Regions from separate parts of the Sus scrofa genome. Here all the other regions are linked to region 3. The links are chromatin contacts, called in public HiChIP or PLAC-seq and promoter capture Hi-C maps. All regions are on one chromosome and are shown on one strand. The core of a region is the stretch at or near the end of the contact, and the rest is flanking DNA. Distances in the headings are between cores, read along the strand shown. Region 1 holds the start of COPE (coatomer subunit epsilon). Region 2 holds the start of SUGP2 (SURP and G-patch domain-containing protein 2). Region 3 holds the start of RFXANK (regulatory factor X associated ankyrin containing protein).

Region 1 (4,464 bases), core at 1,439-3,938, 250 kb before region 3:
TGATGAACGTTATGAGCCCCAAAATGGGGAGACTATGTTAGGTTACATGGGAACATCCTGTCTAATCACAGATGCTCTTAAAAGCAAAGACCACTTATTTATTTATTTTCTTTTTAGGGCCACACCTGCGGCATACGGAAGGTCCCAGGCTAGGGGCTGAATTGGAGCTGCAGTGACGGCCTACACCACAACCACAGCAATGCTGGATCCAAGCAGCATCTGCAACCTATGCTGCAGTTTGTGGCAATGCCAGATCCTTAATCCACTGAGCCAAGCCAGGGGCTGAACGTGCGTCCTCATGGAGACTATGTCAGGTTCTTAACCTGCGGAGCCACAACGGGAGCTCCAAGCAGAAGACTTTTAGACTAAAGGGATGAAGGAGAGGGGGAAATCTGAGAGACTCCAAGCATGAGAACCTTATGGCTGGTTCTGAGATGGAAGGGTGATGTGCGAGCTTGAGGACTAGAGAGAAGCCTCTAGGAGCTAAGAGTGGCCCCTGGTCAAGAGGCAGCAACTGGAACAAGTTAGGAAGGTGATTCCTCCCCAGAACCTCCAGAAAAGATGTAGCCAGACCAATACTTTGATGTTAGCCTGGCGAGAACCTTGCTGAACTTCTGACCTACAGAAGCTGTGAGATAATAAATGTGTGCTCTTTTAAGCCATTGTTTGTGCTAATTTGTCACAGCGGCAATGGAAAGCGAACATGATTGTACACACGTTATTTCAGCAAATCCTAACCTTCCTGAAATCTGTTTGGAGTTCTACCCCCATTACATAGATAATGCTCAGGGACATGAGGTTCCCTGCAAATGGCCAGAAGGGAAAACAAGCTTTCTCTACTTCAGAATCCAATTTCCTCCGAAGGCTCTGCGTGCCTCTCTGAAGACATCTGCCACTCCCCTGCTTGGTGCTTCGATGGCCTCCCACAATGGCCTCCAAACATGTTTGGAATAAAACCCAAACCCCTGCTGCTGCCGCCCCCTAAGGCTCTGTCCACCTCATTCTTTGTCTCTCCCGCTGTACTTGCCCCACTTCTGCTATACCAGCCTCCTAGGCCTTGATCACCTGGAACTCACTCCTGCCTCGGCCACCTCTGCAGCAACTTATGGGGTTAGATCCTTCCCCAAGGTTCAGTCTCAGGTTCAAATGACAGAGAGATCTGGCCTGATCTGACCACTCTCATGCAAAGCAGTTCCCACCCCCATCTCTAATTTTTTTTCAATTTTATTTTATAGCTGCGCCACGGCATATGGAAGTTCCTGGGCCAGGGACTGAATCTGAGCCATGGCAGTGACCCAAGCCCCTGCAGCTGGATTCTTAACCCACTGTGCCACAGTGGGAACTCCCCCCACCCCCATTTCTGACTCAGTACTCTCATCTCCTCTCACCCCCATAGGGCTCAAGTTGTAATTAAGCTTTCTCTCTTCAGAACACTAAACCCTGGAGTTCCCATCGTGGCTCAGTGGTTAACGATTCCAACTAGGAACCATGAGGTTGCGGGTTCGATCTCTGGCTTTGTTCAGTGGGTTAGGGATCCAGCGTTGCTGTGAGCTTCGGTGTAGGTCGAAGACGAGGCTTAGATCCCGAGTTGCTGTGGCTGTGGTGTAAGCTGGCGGCTACAGCTCTGATTAGACCCCTAGCTTGGGAACCTCCATATGTCGCAGGTGCAGCCCTTAAAAAAAAAAAAAAAAATTCTCCAATGGCTCACTCTCAAAGTAACTGTAATATCCGTGACCCTTCCCCAAAAGTACTGCCTAAGGTCCTTTCTGCTCCCTCTCCTGTCACCCGCTCACTGCCTGGGCCCTGGACTCTATTTTTCAGCCCTCAAACAGCCAAGCCCCCTCACCACTCCCCATCACACCATCTCCTGACATCTTGTTTATTAACTTGTTAATTCTCTGTCTCCCTTGGGAGCTGAGGTTTCCAAGAGAGCTGGGAGTTTTGTCTATTTTGTACTGCTTTGAGCCCAGCACGAGCACTCTGCCTGGCTTATACAGATACTCCATGAGGAGTGAACGAATGGGCATGTTTGGAGAGAAATAATCTGGTTAATGGGACAGGGTGACATTGCGAAAAGCCTCGGAGTTCTCACCTGGACAATGAGGATAAACAACGTCCCTACTTCACAGGTATTGAGGGTATGGCGGCACAGTGTGGGCGCTGAACCAACAAGAATTACTGTTACTATTATCATTACTATAGCGTAATAACCTCGCCATTGTTATTACCATAGCGGTAAGAAACCCCTCTTTTACTCAAACGCCTCCCAGGCTAAGAGCGCTCAAAGTGAGAAGTATCATAAACTGCTGCTGCTTTGGGTTTTGTCATGGGACAGGGATAATTCCTTATCGCGCTCTAAAGAGGTGTGAGAGGAAAAACGGGACGAGGAAAGAAAGGGTTTTAAAATCAGAGCACGACCCGTGGCCAACAGGAAGCGTATTCCGCCCCCGCCTCCGCCCCTAGCATCCCCTAGCCCACCTTCACCCGCTGAGCCTCGTTGATGCACTGTTGGTAGCTGCCAATGTAGAAGGCATTCTTTACGTCGAACAACTCATCTACTTCCCCGGAGCCGCCGGAGGCCGGGCCGGGTGCCGGTGGCGCCATGTCGCTGTGTTCTTACCCCTTCCTCTTCCTGAGGACACGTCGGCCGGAAGCACAGAGCCACCGCAGAGCCTCCGGGAAATGTAGTTTACTCGGCTCCCTGGAAATGAGCTTAAAGAGGAGTTAAAGGGGCGGGAGACGCACGTGCGTTCACAGGGCATCTCGGGAATTGTAGTTGTATTCGAGTCTGCGGGCTCGGGGAAAACATGGTAAGGATATAATGAGCCTAGGAATGGCAGTAAACTGCAGAGGGTGGAGCCGCGCAAAAGGTAGATCCAATAAACGCGAAGGCTTCCCTGACGTCATCGACAAGCGCCGGAAGCACGGCTCACAGGGGTGCCGGGCTGACTGAGAGGATGGCTGGCTTTGCTGAGCTCGGGCTGTCATCGTGGCTGGTGGAACAATGTCGGCAGCTGGGTTTGAAGCAGCCCACGCCCGTGCAGCTCGGCTGCATCCCCGCCATCCTGGAGGGTGAGTGTACCTAGGCCTCTTCTACAGGAGGTTTCCCCGCTCCTGTCGCCTTACTTTGCCTTCTCGCCCCTTTTGCCCACACCGGTACCGTGGGTCGAGGGGCAGCTTTGGGGCCTCACGGGCGAGCCTGGTTTCTCGGAGTCGACTACTCAGTGTTGGCGTTTAGGCTGTACGATTGACTCGCCGTGTTTCCGCACACAAGTGGTGTAATTTCTGAAGCTCTCATAGATAGCCTCAGAGCGCTGGGATGATTTGATGAGTGACTGGTAGATAACACTGGGAAAATTCGGTAGTTTGTATTACTATCTCCATTTCATAGATGGAAACTGAGGTTGTCGGTATTACCGGTACCGACAACTGGTAAACCTAGGTAAATTTAGGACTCTAGTCTGTAGACTGCTTTTCTCCTCACTCCTCTGGCTTTTTAGGAAGCCTCAGATGGACAAATTGAGAGATTAAATAAAGCTGAAGGCATCATTTGGGAGCATAGGATGCAGATTTTGGAGAACATTCTGGGTTTCCCAAGCTTCTATCCCTGGGAAGGAGTCAAAATGAGGTAGTGATTAGTAGCAGACATCTCAGGTCAGATGCATGTGGGTTCTAGTCCAGCTTGTACTCACTGGCAGTGTGTCCTGGGCAAAGCTTTGAGATCTGTTCTCCCTTCTGTTAAGTGGGAATGGTAATGGCCTCTTCCTCCTAAAATTTGTCAGTTGCTAAAACAGTAAGTTATCAGAATCCTGAAACAGAAAGAGCACACGCCAGTATTGAGCATACAGTAACTGCTTATTAGACCTTAGCTGTTATACACTGGGCCCAGTGGAACATCTGTTATACCTCTGATGCTGCTTTGCCCTCTGTCCAGGTCGGGACTGCCTCGGCTGTGCCAAGACAGGCAGCGGCAAGACAGCAGCGTTTGTCCTGCCCATCTTGCAGAAGCTGTCTGAAGATCCCTATGGTATCTTCTGCCTCGTCCTGACACCCACAAGGTGAGCTTCTGGCCCCCAATAGGCCTCTTGGGGGAGCTAACCAGCTGTGTTCTCTTGGGCAAGCGCACTTTGCATTTGTGCAAAATGGGGACAGAGATTAAGCCCATGTCTTAGGGGTACTGAAGAATTAAACAAGATGATATGTGGAAAGTGCTGAGCATGAGGCTTGATTTAGGGCAAGCAGGAAGATCAGGAAGTAGGGACATGGGCAGAAAAGAGGCCTGGGCGGAGCTGGAGCTGGGGGCAGAGAGGAGGGGACCTGGACACTGACCAGCCCTTGAGGAGGGGGTACTGACACTTGGGTCTCAGGCTTTGAAGACTGTGGTGTCATTGCTGAGGACATGGGAAGAGACAGGGCCAGTTTGAGTGGGACTGGCAGGTGACGAGCCATGAGCTGTTCTGGGAC
Region 2 (4,456 bases), core at 829-3,328, 140 kb before region 3:
ATATGATATCGTTTAGCCTTTTCCTGCAATACAGCATCAAAAGTCTCCTGTGCAATTCTCCTTGTTGCCATGTTTCTCTGACCTGCAGTAAGAAGGGGAAAAAAGACACTAGGAGTGACAACTAATGCTCACAGAGCCTGCTCTATTTTACCTAATCCTCAAAGTAAAAGGCAATAATCCATAATCTGACATGGTATTTCAAAGGGAGGCTGGATTATTTTAAGAAGAGCTCTGCCCTCATGAACCTCAGAGGTGTGTGTTAGCTGAGAAGGAGCAAGACAAGCATGTTGATCTCGGACAATTTATTTTGCTTCTCTAAGCTCATTTCCTCAGAATCCCTTAAAAGCAGCTCTATAAAAGCAGTCCTGTCTCCTGGGGTTACTGAAGGACTGCACGAAGCAATACATAAAACTGAACACAACAGTGTAGGGGAGCAGGGACAAACCTAACCTTGCAAATGGTGGTTAGGGAAGATGTGATATTTCCCATTTCTGTTTTCCCATTTCACAGACAGAGCAAAGAAACTCTGAGAGCAGACTTCCCCTCTGACAGAGAATTCTCAGTGAGTGAGTGGAGAAGTCCCTGACCAGTGACAATGACCTACTGACAGAGCTTACTCTGTGCCAGGTCCTGCTGCAGGGGAGGGAATCCCACAAGCCCATTTACTTCTCACACCAACCCAGGAAAGAAGTGGGTCCTATTATGAATAAAATTATACAAAAATGCAAAAGGGAAATTCAGACTCAGTGACCCATGCAAGGTCAGGTAGCCCAGACTGGAACCTGGCACACAGGGCCCTGGTGGTGGGGACAAAGCCCTAAAGGCTGAGTAGAAAAAGACTGAAAAACAAAACAGGGGAATCCAGTAGCAATGTCCTTTACCACCAAGATATCCCTTCCATCTTGAAATCTCCAACCTCAAAACCCAAACTTGTTTCTGCCTTATACTCATTTCTTATAATCATCACCTCCTTTTCCCATCCTTCAGCCCTTTTTCTGAGGCACCCCTTGCTCTGTGCTATCGAAGGGGAGGGTCTCCCGGCCAGGTGGCCCGGGATCAATTCAAGTGACCTAACCTTTCTGAGCCTCCACTTCCCCACCTATAGAATGGGCAGCTCATGATGAGGAGTTGCTGTGGGGATGGAATCGGTTAAAAAAAAAAAAAAAAGCAAACAGCCGAATTCAGCGACCCGCCGCCGTTACTGTCCCACTAGAGGGGCTGTTCCAGGCTCAGGCTGAATGAATGAACGAACGAATAAACCCCTTCGGGAGCGGCCCGCCTCCTCTCAGCCTCCGAAGATGAAGAAAAGGGGGCGTCAGGCCCGGGAGGCCGCAGACCGCCCCCCAGGCTGACGCGGCCGCCGCGCAGCCCAAGGGCCGAGCCCGCTGCGCCATCGCGGGGACCCAGGGTTCCCGGTGTTGCGCCCAAGCCCCACCACCCCGGGGTCCACCCGCAGACGACGCCCGGGCCCGGGCCTCACCCCGAGCCCACCGCGCGCGGAGCCGCCCCCGCCACCGCCTCAGGCTCCTCACCCGCCGCCGCCACCGCGCGAGGCGGGGACATGCAAATGAGCCAACGGTCTCCGCAGCGCCGCGCCGCGCAGGCGCAGGCCGCCACCGAGCCGGGATGCACGGACGCAGGCAGCGGTCGCCAAACCCTTCTGCGCAGGCGCACTGCCTGGTCTTCGGGGCGGATACTCCCGAGGCAAAAAAATTTGTCTGCCGGCGGCGGCGGTAACGGGAAGCAGGCCGGAAAAGGTGGCAGAGACGCCGCTGCCTCACACCTGTTGGCTCTCTTGGCCTTACCTGTACCCGCGATCACCCTTGGTCACCCAGGGAGCGGTTCTCCAGGCTGAGAGGGGCCGAGGCGAGGCGGCGCCAGCGCGCCTGCGCGCGTACGGCGGCCGAAAGGGACCAGCGGCGCTGCAGCTGGTGACAGCCGCGAACCCCACCCTTTTCCCACGTGGCCGGGAAGACCGGGTGAGAAGTGGCGACTGCCGAGCCCCCTCGCGCGCAAGGCAGGGAGTGGACGCCGTGGGGTCGGACTAGTGACCGTGGCGCGGCCTTCAAGGACTTGGTTTTGGGTAATGAAAGACTGTTACGGAAGCCGCCAGGAGACAAAATTACCCACTTCCTTGCTTTTCGCTTTCTTTTCATTTATTCATTCTTTCAGCACCTGTATATGTACTGAGTGACTGTTGCATGTCCGTCCCCATGCTAGGCTGGTGGGGGTGGGGGGATGGAGGAAGGTGTTTAACAAAAGGAGCTCCAGCTCTCATGCAGTTAAATTTCATTGGGGGAGGAGGCTAGACAGCAAAAGCAAATAAATAAATGAACTATTTCGCTCCATGTTGAGATAATGTTAAAATTATAAAAGAGTGATGTGATGGGAGAGCGGGGGATGCTTTGACCAGAGTGATTATGAAGGCTGTCCCTTGGATAGCTGGGAAGAATGAGAAAGAAGCAGGGAAGCACAGGTGAGAAGGTCCCGGTAGGAAAAGTGCTGGTAAGGAGACTGGCTTTGGTTTTGGTTTTGGTTTTGGCTGCACCCATGGCATGCGGGACTTCCTGGGCCGGGGATAGAACTCCCGCTGCCACAGCAGTGCCCCAAGCCATAGCAATGACAACATGGGATCCTTAACTGCTAGGCCACCAGGGAACTCATGGGTCTTGTTCTCAAAGGTTGGAAAGCCACTGCAGAATTTTGAATAGGTGAGTGAGGTGGTCCCTGAGCTTTCAAGTCTCTCTCTGGCTGCCTTGTGGAGAGTAGAGGCTCTGGGTATGGCAGGGAGAAAGCAGGTGAGGCCACCTGAACCAGGGTGGGTGTGGCAGGTGAAGGGAGAGGAATCATGCAGAGTCCTTGGCTCATCAGGACAGTTTTTTTGATAAGCAGAACTGTGGCTTTAAAAGGGAAGCTGGCTGTCAGTTGGGAGCCTTGATGACTCCCTTCCCCCTAACATGCCTTGGATGCAGTACCAGAGCTGGTAATGCTTTGTCTCTCCTCTTCTGGCTGAGGCTATTCCCCAGGTGGCTCCCAGGTGACCATTCCCAGGCACCATCTTTCTCATAAGCTCCAGATCTATACTTTCTTTCCTTTCTGTCTGTCTGTCTGTCTGTCTGTCTGTCTTTCTGTCTTTCTGTCTTTCTTTCTTTTTTTTTTTTTTTTTTTTGTCTTTTCTAGGGCCGCTCCTGTGGCATATGGAGGTTCCCAGGCTAGGGGTCTAATTGGAGCTGTAGCCACTGGCCTATGCCAGAGCCACAGAAACGTGGAATCTGAGCCACATCTTCGACCTACACCACAGCTCACGGCAACACCGGATCCTTAACCCACTGAACGAGGCCAGGGATCAAACCCGCAACCTCATGGTTCCTAGTTGGATTCGTTAGCCACTGAGCCACAATGGGAACTCCAAGATCTGAACTTTCAGTCTGGCTCCCAGCGCTGGGCTGGATCTAGGGGACCCTGAAGGTCTGGCCTAAGGGCTGGTCCCAGAGCCAAACACTGACCCCTGCAGCTCAGGGCTCTTAAGTCTGGACAGAGGGAAGTTCTTGGGGCAGAAGGAGCCAAAAGTACACCGGCTTTGTCTGAGTGGTCAGGGAAGGTTCCCAGGAAGAGGCAGTCTAGGAGGACTGGTGGGAGCTCTGCAGAGGACCCAGGTGGAGGGAAGGTGTTAACGAGACAGGAAAGGGTGATAGGGTCCTATCCAAGCCTCTTACTGCCTGTGGACCTGCAGCAGGTTCTTCCTTTCTCTGAACTTCAGATTCTTCATCCTTAAAGTAGACGCAGTGATGTTCCCTTTAGGGCTGTGCTTCTGTGATGGAAAGGCCACTCACCATTGGCGCATTTGGTCTGAAGCATGGCCAGGGTGATGAAAGCAATGTCTGATGGCTGAGCCAGGAGCAGGGTCCCTCTAGCAGCACTCAGCCCAGAAGTTCCCACCCCTCAAAGCTGACCAGGAACTCTCCACTACCAACAGTCCAGGTTCCCCACGAGAAACTTTTTATCTTTTTTGTATGTGTGTGGCCCCACCCACAGCAAGTGAAAGTTCCCAGACCAGGAGTTCCCGTCATGGCGCAGTGGTTAACGAATCCGACTAGGAACCATGAGGTTGCGGGTTCGGTCCCTGGCCTTGCTCAGTGGGTTAACGATCCTGCGCTTCCGTGAGCTGTGGTGTAGGTTGCAGATGCGGCTCGGATCCAGCGTTGCTGTGGCTCTGGCGTAGGCTGGTGGCTACAGCTCCGATTAGACCCCTAGCCTGGGAACCTCCATATGCCGCGGGAGCGGCCCAAGAAATAGCAAAAAGACAAAAAAAAAAAAAGAAAGAAAAAAAAAGAAAGTTTCCGGACCAGGGATGGGACTGCACCACAGAAACAACCTGAGCGCTGCAGTGACTACCCCAGATCCTTAACCAGCTGTGCTGCAAGGGAACTCCAGAAACTCTTTATCTTAAAACAGA
Region 3 (4,290 bases), core at 988-3,487:
CACTGAGCACTTGAAATGTGACTGATGTGACTCAGAAACCAAACGTTTAATTTTAGGAGCTCCCGCTGTGGTACAATGGGATAAGCAGCATATTGGGAGCCCTGGGACATGGGTTCGATCCCCGGCACGGCACAGTGGGTTAAGGATCTCGTGTTGCCGCAGCTGCAGCTTAGTTTGTGGTTTGGCTCAGATCTGACCCCTGGCCTGGGAGCTCCATATGCTTCAGGGTGGCAAACAAACAAACAAAAAAAAAACCTTTAAATTTTACCTAATTTTAATTAATTTAAATACACATAAATACCTAGTCACTCCTGTATTGCAGCACAGATCTGAACACTGCCACCTCAGCATTTTGTACCTGTTGTTCCTGCCACTGCCACTGCCACTGCCCCCACTCCCACACATACCCCTCATTTCTCTTCAACCCTCATGTCTCAGCTCAAATGTCACTTTCTGGCCAAAGCCTTCCCTGGTCACCAAGATTAATCAGATATCCCTTCAATCTCCTTCTCAACCTTTGTTTATTTCCCTTGTACTTAAAATTCTCGTTCTTTATTAGGTTACGTCCATACCTAAAACTTGATTTGTGAGGGCAGGAGTTTCTCTGAGCCTCGGTTTCCTCACCTGTAAAAATGGAATGATAACAGTTCCTACCTCAAGGTTTGCTACACAGATGGATATCATGCTATTGCTCAGGCAGTGAAGCTGCTGAAGGAGAGAAACCATGTGTGTCTGGGAGTCGAGGGAGGTTGTGCATGGGTCTGTCCAGTTTGTGAGGGTCCAGTTTGCTGCTGTGTCCTGACTGGGGCAGAGCCCAGACTGCCACCTCCAAACTGTGTGTCCTCTTAGGCCTCATTTTGAAAATTAGCACAGTAGAAAAAGCTTACACCTCACAGTGCTGTTATGAAGGATGTGGAATGAAATGTATTTGTGACTTATAAACAATTAATTTAATAAGTAATAATGTACATGATGAAGTAACATAGATACTAATACGTTAAAAATAGCTTGTAGCATTTTGTAATTTCTAACTATGTGACTTACAAATAGTTTATAAGTCAATGTAAACATAAACGAATGTGTAAGTACAAAGGAAACAATATACGCAGCAAATGCCACGCCCCAAACGTTCTTGCAATGCTTTACAAATAATCAGGTTACTTAATTCTCGCAACAATTTTATGGGAGGAAGGAGGAGGACTATTATACTCCCCATTCCACAGATGAGAAAATCGAGACACAGACTTCCCAAAGGTTTTCAAAACTACTCAGCGGCCGAGCCGGGATTCCGTGGCAGTTTAATCACTGACCCCAAACTCTCCTTCCATGCCTTGGCCCCCTCCTGTCCCCAGTCAGGTCGCCCTTTCGCGAGTTCCTAACCCTTCCACCCCGCCTGGGCCCCCGCACCACCTTTCTTCCCCTTGAGCTGCATCTCTGGTTCCTCCATAGCGGCCTCGGCCCTATTCGGAGGGCCGGAACCGGAAGTTTGGAGGTGGGGATAACTGCCTAAACCTTCCCTACGAAACAGGGCGCCTCACATCAGTTCCAGTACTAATTGGCCTACTCTGTTCAACCTTTCCTCTGCCCTGACAGGAAAGGGGCCCTGAGTGAGGGACTCGGGGAAAAAGGGAGGTGGGTGTTCAGAGGGCGGAGATTCCCTGAACTTCCAGGAGGGACACCCCGTCGGAGGGAGGGGCGAGTGCTCCCTCGCTCACGGAACTCTTTTCCCGAGGCAGACAATTTGGGGGAACACCCTACACGTTGCCCAGTTCGGGTCATATAAACTCCCTTCTTATATCCCCCCTGCTGCCACCAAATTCCTGCACATGCTCCTGAGCCCTCAGGACCGCAGAGGGGACACTGTTATGGCGTGGGGGGAAGGGAGGCAGTGGCGTCGTCCCTTTAAATCCTGGACGCCCTGCCTACTTCCATCCGGCTCTCCTACAGTAGAAAGCTAGTTTGTGCGAAGGCGGAGCCTATAGGTTGCAGCTAGAAAAACCTGCGGGCGGAGTTGGCGGTGAGGGAAGACAAGGGCAGGGAACTCTGGGGTGCTCTTCGAGGCCCCGCCCATCCCTCACGACCCTTCTGGGCTCCCTCCGGAGCCTCGGGGACGAGCATGCGCAGGCGCAATTGCACGGCTCTTGCCCCAGTGGAAGCAACGCCTCTCCCCCAATCCTTAAAGGGCCAGAAGCAGCTATATCGCTCCAGCTCTTCCGCACTTTTGGGGGGCGGGGTGCGCAGGCGCAGTGGGGGGAACGCTAGGGTGGGGGTAGCGGTCGCGTATCAAGTTGCTCTCTGTCCCGGCAGAAGAAGCCAAGGCGCAGAGGGTCCAGGCTCCATCTTGCTCCCTCCTACATCGGTTGGAAGAGAAAAGTTTGTGAATTGGACCCCCAAGTTTGGGGGAACTCGAGCTTGCGACGTAGGGTAACAGAGGAGGCTCGTGGGAGGTGAGTGGACCCCCTAGATCGGTTTAGGAGGGGCAGGTGGGATGCAAACAATCACATCTTTGTTGAACCCTCACTCATTCCGGGAATTTACCCCACCCCCACTCCCAAAAAAAACATAGCGAACGTTTATTAGGCTCTGCCTGTGTATCAGGTATCCTGCTCCGATATTTACAGACATGATTTTTTTTTTTTAGATCTTATTTCCCTATTTTATTAATGAAGAAACTGAGGCTGAGAAAAGTTAAGTCATGTGCCCAAGTTTTCACAGCCTAAAAGTGGAGGGACTCAAACCCAGGTAGCTGACCCCAGAGTCAGGGCTTTTAAGTCACGCAGGTTCCATGTGATCTGGTGGTGGGGAGTAGTGGGCCTGAGAAGCAGTTGGACTCTGGTTTTAATTTCCTGGCTGAGTCCAAGTTGACTTAACCTCACTGTGCAAGCCTGTGTATGCAGTCAGTGCCTACTTAATGAGTTGTTGATAATTATTGCCATCTTTACCTGTTGGACCCTTCCACCAGCTTCCCCCATGGAGCCCACCCACCCTGCAGAGGATCTCAGCCTGACCCAGCAGGCTTCCACCCCAGAATTTGGGGACCCAGAAGACCCCAGGGATGAGGCCCCTGACAGTTCAGACACTGTGGTCCTCAGTCTTTTCCCCTGCACCCCAGAGCCTGGGATTGCTGAACCAGATGCTGGCACCTCCTCACCTCAGGGTAGGATACCTCCCCTGTGCTCCTGCTTGTGGGATGCAAGAACGGTGGAATGTTGGGCTCAAGATGGGACCTCTGTCTTTCTGACCCATCACCTAGGACATGTCTTGTCTCTCTACCCAGTGAGGGATTGTTAATTTATTTTTTGTTTTTGTTTTGCGGGGGAGGATTGGTCTTTTTTAGGGCCACACCCATGGCATATGGAAGTTCCCAGGTTAGGGGTTGAATCAGAGCTGCAGCTGCCGGCCTATGCCACAGCCACAGCAGTGCCAGATTTGAGTGGCGTCTGTGACCTACACCACAGCTCACGGCAATGCTGGATCCTTAACCCACTGAGTGAGGCCAGGGATCGAACCCACATCCTCATGGACACTACTCAGGATTATTACTGTTTAGCCACAACAGGGACTTCTTTTTTTTTTAATTGTGGTAAAATCCACATAACATAAAAGTTAACATTTTCGGAGTTCCCATCGTGGTACAGCAGAAACAAATCCAATTAGGAAGGGTGAGGTTGCAGGTTAGATCCCTGGCCTTGCTCAGTGGGTTAAGGATCCAGCATTGCCATGAGCTGTAGTATAGGTCGCAGATGTGGCTCGGATCTGGCGTAGCTGTGGCTCTGTCATAGGCTGGCAGCAACAGCTCCTATTCGACCCCCAGCCTGGGAACTTCCATATGCAGTGCAGCTGTGGCCTTAAAAAGACCAAAAAAAAAGTTATCATTTTAATCAGAATTGCTTACAATGGTACATTCACAACTGTGTGTAACCTCTACCTCTATGTAGTTCTAGAACATCTCTGTCACCCCAAAAGGAAACCCCAGACCCGTTAGCATCACTCCCTATCCCCTTCCTCCAGCCCTCAGGAACCAAAATCTGCTTTCTGTCTCTATGGATTTGCCCATTCTGGACATTTCCTATAAAACATGTAGCCTTTCCTGTCTGGCTTCTTTTACTCAGCATGTTTTTGGGGTTCACCCACATTGTGGCATGTGTCAGTGCCTCATCACTTTTATAACTGAATTATATCCTATAGTATGGCTGGACCACATTTATTTTCCATTGATGGACATTTGAGTTGTTCCCCTTTTAGTGACTGAATAATACTGCTATGAACATGCATATACAAGTTTTCTTA

What was found. Promoter capture Hi-C pulls out the DNA fragments that hold promoters and counts their contacts. HiChIP or PLAC-seq counts read pairs in DNA pulled down with a chosen protein or histone mark.
Region 1: a contact with region 3 is called in a promoter capture Hi-C map of liver, with 5 times the contacts expected there. The contact joins the promoter of COPE here to the promoter of RFXANK in region 3. A contact is called at or near these places in 2 of 5 promoter capture datasets (fetal liver and liver) and 4 of 47 Hi-C or Micro-C datasets (heart right ventricle and liver).
Region 2: a contact with region 3 is called in an H3K27ac HiChIP or PLAC-seq map of alveolar macrophages. The contact joins the promoter of SUGP2 here to the promoter of RFXANK in region 3. A contact is called at or near these places in 11 of 47 Hi-C or Micro-C datasets (embryonic fibroblasts, epiblast stem cells, fetal heart ventricle and 6 more) and 1 of 2 datasets of contacts at active chromatin or transcription factors (alveolar macrophages).

Annotation. Positions count from the first base shown.
Region 1 is chr2:58,929,153-58,933,616 of Sscrofa11.1, reverse strand. It overlaps COPE (coatomer subunit epsilon), which reads right to left and starts at 2,688. Exons shown (of 10, transcript XM_003123536.4): 1 at 2,479-2,688. The coding sequence starts at 2,604. It overlaps DDX49 (probable ATP-dependent RNA helicase DDX49), which reads left to right and starts at 2,907. Exons shown (of 13, transcript XM_003123539.4): 1 at 2,907-3,072; 2 at 3,935-4,058. The coding sequence starts at 2,958.
Region 2 is chr2:58,825,631-58,830,086 of Sscrofa11.1, reverse strand. It overlaps SUGP2 (SURP and G-patch domain-containing protein 2), which reads right to left and starts at 2,078. Exons shown (of 11, transcript XM_021083458.1): 1 at 1,806-2,078; 2 at 1-82. The coding sequence starts at 71. ARMC6 (armadillo repeat containing 6) reads left to right here and starts at 1,678. Exons shown (of 8, transcript NM_001243929.1): 1 at 1,678-1,979.
Region 3 is chr2:58,681,726-58,686,015 of Sscrofa11.1, reverse strand. RFXANK (regulatory factor X associated ankyrin containing protein) reads left to right here and starts at 2,237. Exons shown (of 9, transcript NM_001243347.1): 1 at 2,237-2,447; 2 at 2,963-3,157. The coding sequence starts at 2,971. BORCS8 (BLOC-1-related complex subunit 8) reads right to left here and starts at 1,508. Exons shown (of 7, transcript XR_300545.3): 1 at 1,411-1,508.